Regions from separate parts of the Drosophila melanogaster genome. Here region 1 is linked to region 2. A link is a contact called in public Hi-C data. All regions are on one chromosome and are shown on one strand. The core of a region is the stretch at or near the end of the contact, and the rest is flanking DNA. Distances in the headings are between cores, read along the strand shown. Region 1 holds the start of CG11095. Region 2 holds the start of lncRNA:SMRG (Scutellar Macrochaetes Regulatory Gene).

Region 1 (2,935 bases), core at 105-2,604, 1.1 Mb after region 2:
CAGCGACGATAGCTTTGAGTCTGCGTCGGCCCACAGCCTACAGAGATTGCAGCTGCCGCACGGTGCCAATGCGGTGCAGAGTTCCAAGTCCGCCGATCCGCTGGACGGGGATCCCGATGCGACGAGGCAAACGCAGCCCGCCAAGAAGTTGACATTCAGCGATAGCGATATCCTGACGGACGCGGACTGCCTGCGACTGTGTCCACACTGTCCCTGCGATCGGGATGTCCAGCGTGGCTGCTGTACTCGCTCGGAGCACGGGAAGTGCGGCACAGAGATTTCCGGGGGTTGTGGTGGTGCCGCCATGGGATTGGGCTCCACAGATACTAGTTTCTACAGTGCCAGCTCATCGCTGGAACAGTTTGCCACACCGGCTCGGCAGAACGGTGGCACTGGGGCGTCTGGCAACCACCTGGAGGAGATACTCATACGGCCCGGCGTGTTGGAATCGCATTTTCCCGTTCTTGGCGGTGGCAGCGCGATAGAGACACCGGCTTTGGTGGCCCCAGCCTCACCATCGCCGCTCAGCAATGGCAAACGACCGGATGTGGTTGGTGGCCGGGTGAGGAAACGGCTCTCGTCCGAGGAGTTCGTCTTCTCCCGGAGCGAGGATCTGCCTAGCCTAGTACAAATCGGTGATAGGTGTACCGGCTCTCCGGCGGGACGACGTCGGGCCAAGGGCTGCGTCTATCCGGCCGGGAATAGTCTCCGTTTGGACGCTGCTGCCGCTGTCGCCTCCGCTTCCGCATCGCCCACGTCCATTAGTAAATTTACCCGCACGCGCGTGGCCGCCGGAGGATTGGCAGCCAAACAGGCTGCCGGCAATAACGAAAGTAACGTTTAATAGTTGTAAGTTGCAAGCAGTACCTTCACCTGGACACACAGATGCGATTTCAGCCCAAAGTCGACAATTATGCCGTTGCCATTGCTTTCACACAAGCGATACATACACAAAACCAGTTGATTACAAATTAAAGGAACTCACAAGGAATCTAACATTTTGCATACCGATTACCTAAGGAACAACATTTAGCATTAACACACAAGCGTTTACTATTAACTAAATGCAATATGTATATTTATATACAGATATATAAATATATATTTTTTTGTGCAGCCAAGCCCCAAGCGACGAGAAATTTTAATAAAACGTTTTAAAAAATGAATACTCTGTAATGTCGTTGATTAGGAAAATGGCACAAAAAACTTCAAACTTTAAAGTGTAACGGTTTTTTGCTTAGTTGGAATATGGTATTTTGAAAGTGGTTGAGTTCACCGCACTGTTAACCGCTAACAGCTCACTGTGGCGCACAACAGTACACTATCGGCTGTTAACGGCTCTGTTTTGGTTTTTTGTCCAATTCCAAAGTTCGTTGCGTTCGCATTTGTTTACATCATTGCTCGATTCGGTGTTCTATAGCCAAAAACGATGTCCCTGATTGCCCAGGCGAGTCGCACAGTGCCGCAGCTACTGTTGCACTTGAACCGCCATCTGGTCACCTCCTGCTCAAGCGCCGCATCCGCCACGTCCTCGAAACCGCCGGATGTCGACCAGTCGATCACTGCCGACCAGCTCCTCGGACCGGAATCGCAGCGCAGGTGCATGGAGAAGATGCGCAGCCTGCCGGCATTCCCGCGTCCCAAGGCGCTCACGCCCAGTCGCCGGGAAAAGCAGACATCCGCGGTTCTTATCGCCCTCTGCCAGGAGCGCGGCACGTCAGTATAGCCAGTTAAACTAGGAATGCGACCATTTGAATAAGCTGCATCGCTTTGCTCTTTCAGGAATGAAATATCCCTACTATACACCCGACGATCGCGACACCTGCGCAGCCACAGCTTTCAGATCTCCTTTCCGGGCGGAAGGCGCGATGATCACGACTCGAGCTACGTGGACTGTGCGCTGCGCGAAACAGAGGAGGAGATCGGCCTACCGCGCCATCGCATCCAGGTGTGGGGCGAGGCCAAGCAGCTACAGCTGCCGAGGACCTCGTCGATTGTGCCAGTGGTGGGCGTGGTGCCGGACTTTAGCCTCTCCGAGCTGCGTCTCAACTGGGAGGAGGTGGAGGAGGCGTTTAGTGTGCCGCTCACTTCGCTAATGCTGCCCAAGGCCACCAGGCACACACAGTTTCGTAGCGGCTACAGCGGTCCAGTATTTGTTGTAGACCATTATCGCATCTGGGGCATCACCGGCTATCTGACGCACCTCTTCCTGCACTGCCTGCTGCCACCCAATTTGCTGCCCGATTGCCTCAAGACGAACATCAAGTTCATTCGGCCCTTTAAGCTACCGCCCAAGCTGCCGCATCATCGCGAGCACTCCGCCGGGGATCCCTCGATGCGCACCTGACGAGACATCCGCGATCCGCCGACCGTAATCCTACTCAGGCTAGCAACAATCTGGTACTGTGATTGGGCCAAATGTGCTTCGCTCGAACCGAACAATTGGCCAATTCTGATGGTGTTCTTTGTTTTAGTGTACGCGTTAATTGTTAATTCTCGGAGAGATTTATAATAAAACTGTTGACCATTATGTTGAAATCGAAGAGGAGCTCTTTATTCGAGCTAAGACGATGCCATTTAATGATTTATATCTTTGATAAGGCTTATCATGAAATGAACATGTTAAGTAAAAGGCAATAATTGTCTTTTTGTGTTTTTTTTTTATTTGTAATTTTCACTTAAATACAAAAAATACTCTTCATTTCCTCCTCTAATTTTCTTTTTTTTTTTTTTTGTTTTGTTTTTCTTGTTATGATAAAATAAAATATTTAAATAAAAATTAAAAGCGAACAAAATGGAAAACTTTCGCCAGGGAGCAAAAAAAAATTCAAAATCATAATTTTGCAATAGAAAAAAAAGATTTGTCTTCGAATACAACAAAAAAGCTCCTTGCAGAATAAAAAATTATAAATTAAAATAAACATTTTAAAGGAAC
Region 2 (2,951 bases), core at 424-2,923:
CGCCGGAGAGCCCCAATGTGCCCATATCGCCAGTGCATACACCGCCACCGTACGATGTGGTGGTCAGTGGATCTGGAGCGGGCAACAATAGCGTTGGCAGCAAGCAGCTCCTGCAGAAGAGCGTCAGCACACCGATGCAGCAGGAGGATACGCCCAGGTTGCCGGTTTTCAACCGTCTCAGCTCCGGTGTGGAGGCCTACCAGCAGCAGTCCAATTTGGGACTCTAAACGCGTGGCAGTCTGCGAAACAAAATTGAATTGAAACACCATCCAGCATCCAACTCACGCCCATCCAAGCATCCCTCCATCAACAAACCAGCATCCTTGACAAAATCTCAGTAACGACCAAACCATGGAAACTGAAAACAAAACTACTCTCGCAGTCCAATTTGAAACGCAAATATGCCAAGGCAAATGGATTTCCGGTGGCGTAACTTCGTTGCAGAATAAGTGTATATCAAGTATACGCCAAACACAGACACCCCTTAATTATGAACCGATCCTTGATATCAATTCTCTCATTGCTGTGACAGTCAAACGTAATCGTTATACAATAATCGTTATATGAGAAGGACCGAATTACGGACTACTACGGGACAATTAGTTAGATAGATACGTAAATGACAAACAAACAATCCAAGCAAACGATGATCTTAAACTATAACTAAATACTAAAAACTAAAAACTAACAAAAAGAAAACAAAAAAAAAAAAACATAGCTAGCATGAATGCTATAGCTAAACAAAACATTCTTATGAACTGGACAAGATACAAAGACGGAGATAACGAAAAGGACTATTTGGGAATCTTCAGCGAATGTTGCTCAAATCAAATCAACAAACCCCACGGCCAACGACGAATGTGAAAATCGTTCCTGCATTTATAGAAACTACTGCAGTGCATCCATTAGTAAAACCCATGCACACGCACACCTGTCGCTTTTGTTCAATACTTATACGGCACACACTTTGGATAGGTCTCATGTAAAAATTGATTACCGGCTGCTTGTATATATATATATAGATATGTATATATATATATATATATATATATGCATATTTGGCCACCACCTGTGTATATATAACTTTTGATGTGGATAAATAGAGAGCGAGATAGAGAGTTGGTCCGATGTCTTCCAATCCAAGCCAAGCCAAGCCAATTAATCAATCAATCAATCAATCGATCCAATTCATATGAGAACGATAGACGGACAGAAAGAAAGCTACGAAAATTCTTTAATTTATTATTTTTGCTAAAAAATTATGTAATAGAAAACGTTATGTACATACGAGAGTTAATATTTTGATAAAGATAATAAATTATAATTACCAATTACTCTATGATTACGTTTAAATGATGATCTTGAATGATATGAATATTATTGATGATATACCTCTGCAAATCGTGCAACTAATCACAACAACAAAAACAACAACCAACGAGCAACCAACAATTTTTCATTTTGAGAGGACATTTTTAATGGAATTTTGTCATTGATTTGATATATATATTTTTTGTTTGAATGACTACGATTTTTTTTGTACTCTTTAAAATCGATCTATGAAATGGAAATGCTGATTTTTAAACACCATAATTTATTTTCACATCTATTTACATAAAACATACCAGATATATTTTATATGCAATTAATGTTAATAATTTATGAAAACAACACATGCGACACACTCAGACACACACACACATACACACACACACACACACACATATTTTGACCATTGATAATTTTATGTTTTTTATATGGTATATGCGACAGATCATTTTGTTTATTATATATTATTTTTATTTAATTTATTTTACAACTTCTTCTTGATTTCTTCTATTTTTGGGTGCAGTTATATAATTTTAGTGTTATGAGAGAGCCTTTATTTATATAAAACTTATATAAAACCATATTATAATTATGCTTACGTCGATGATAATGAAGTAAATGCATATGTAATAAAAAAACGGAAAAAGGAAAGGAAAAACCTTAACAAAAAAAAGCTTATTTAAAATATTTATGTAGGGAAAACCATACGAATGTCGATCTTTGTATGCGTCGGTAAAATTGAAAGAAAAAGCGATTTATAAAAGGCCGGAAAGCGAAAAAAAAACAAAAAGCAATCTGAGTACAGTGTTAGAAATTTAAATACTAAACTAAACTGAGCAAACAAAATAGAAACTTAATACAAATATTTAAATTATTTTGTACACATTTTCTGACCTATTGAAATTTATATGTATAAATATGTAAACTGTAATCCGTATACAGCGACCTTTTTTTTTTTTGTGCAAATAATTTATATTGAAACAATTGCTGAAATGCAATTCAAATCAAACTAAATCAAATATATAATTACTCCTATTTATTATTATCTCTTTCACTAGGCGTATTTAAGTTACATTACGACCAACAGCAGCAAAAATTTTAAGCATGACTTAAAGCACAAAAAAAATACAAAAAACAAACAAACAAACGGCCGGTGAAAGAGCAAATTCCAAGTGTGTTTATCAATTTGTGTGCACCACAAACGAGGGGGGTAAATAATTCTCAAAGTGCCTTATCGTTAATATTATGTATAAATTAAATACACACAAACACAAATTATGTATAGTCTTGTGGAAATGGAAAAGGAAACGCAGAGACGGAGTGCAAAAGGCATATTAATTATTTATTATTATATTAAAGTCTATTTTATTATACTTTCGGCTTACTTTGATTTTTACTTCCCATCGCAAAAAAACCCATTGTTTTCGTACTCCAATACGTATTGCAATCGAAATTGAACCGATTGGAATGTTATGGCAGCGTGCAAAAGTTTACTGTAATACCTATATTTAACATACTTATATATAATATTTTGTTTTTTTGCTCTAATTAATTTTTTAAAAAGCCTAACTTAGACCTGAGCTTTGGTTATCATCATGATGATTATTCTTATATTTTTTTTT

The links. Hi-C and Micro-C count contacts between places; a contact is called where the count stands out from the background.
Region 1: a Hi-C map of the Kc167 cell line shows a contact between it and region 2, with 5 times the contacts expected there. The contact joins the promoter of CG11095 here to the promoter of lncRNA:SMRG in region 2. A contact is called at or near these places in 1 of 107 Hi-C or Micro-C datasets (the Kc167 cell line) and 1 of 6 datasets of contacts at active chromatin or transcription factors (the Kc167 cell line).

The regions. Positions count from the first base shown.
Region 1 is chrX:13,810,330-13,813,264 of dm6, forward strand. CG11095 reads left to right here and starts at 1,355. Exons shown (of 2, transcript NM_132699.3): 1 at 1,355-1,716; 2 at 1,783-2,541. The coding sequence starts at 1,430. The coding sequence ends at 2,347. inaE (inactivation no afterpotential E) reads left to right here. Exons shown (of 15, transcript NM_176727.3): 15 at 1-1,164. It overlaps Clic (Chloride intracellular channel), which reads right to left. Exons shown (of 4, transcript NM_132700.4): 4 at 2,642-2,935.
Region 2 is chrX:12,679,014-12,681,964 of dm6, forward strand. It overlaps lncRNA:SMRG (Scutellar Macrochaetes Regulatory Gene), which reads left to right and starts at 1,674. Exons shown (of 1, transcript NR_167813.1): 1 at 1,674-2,951. Tis11 (Tis11 zinc finger protein) reads left to right here. Exons shown (of 4, transcript NM_001272561.2): 4 at 1-2,951. The coding sequence ends at 227.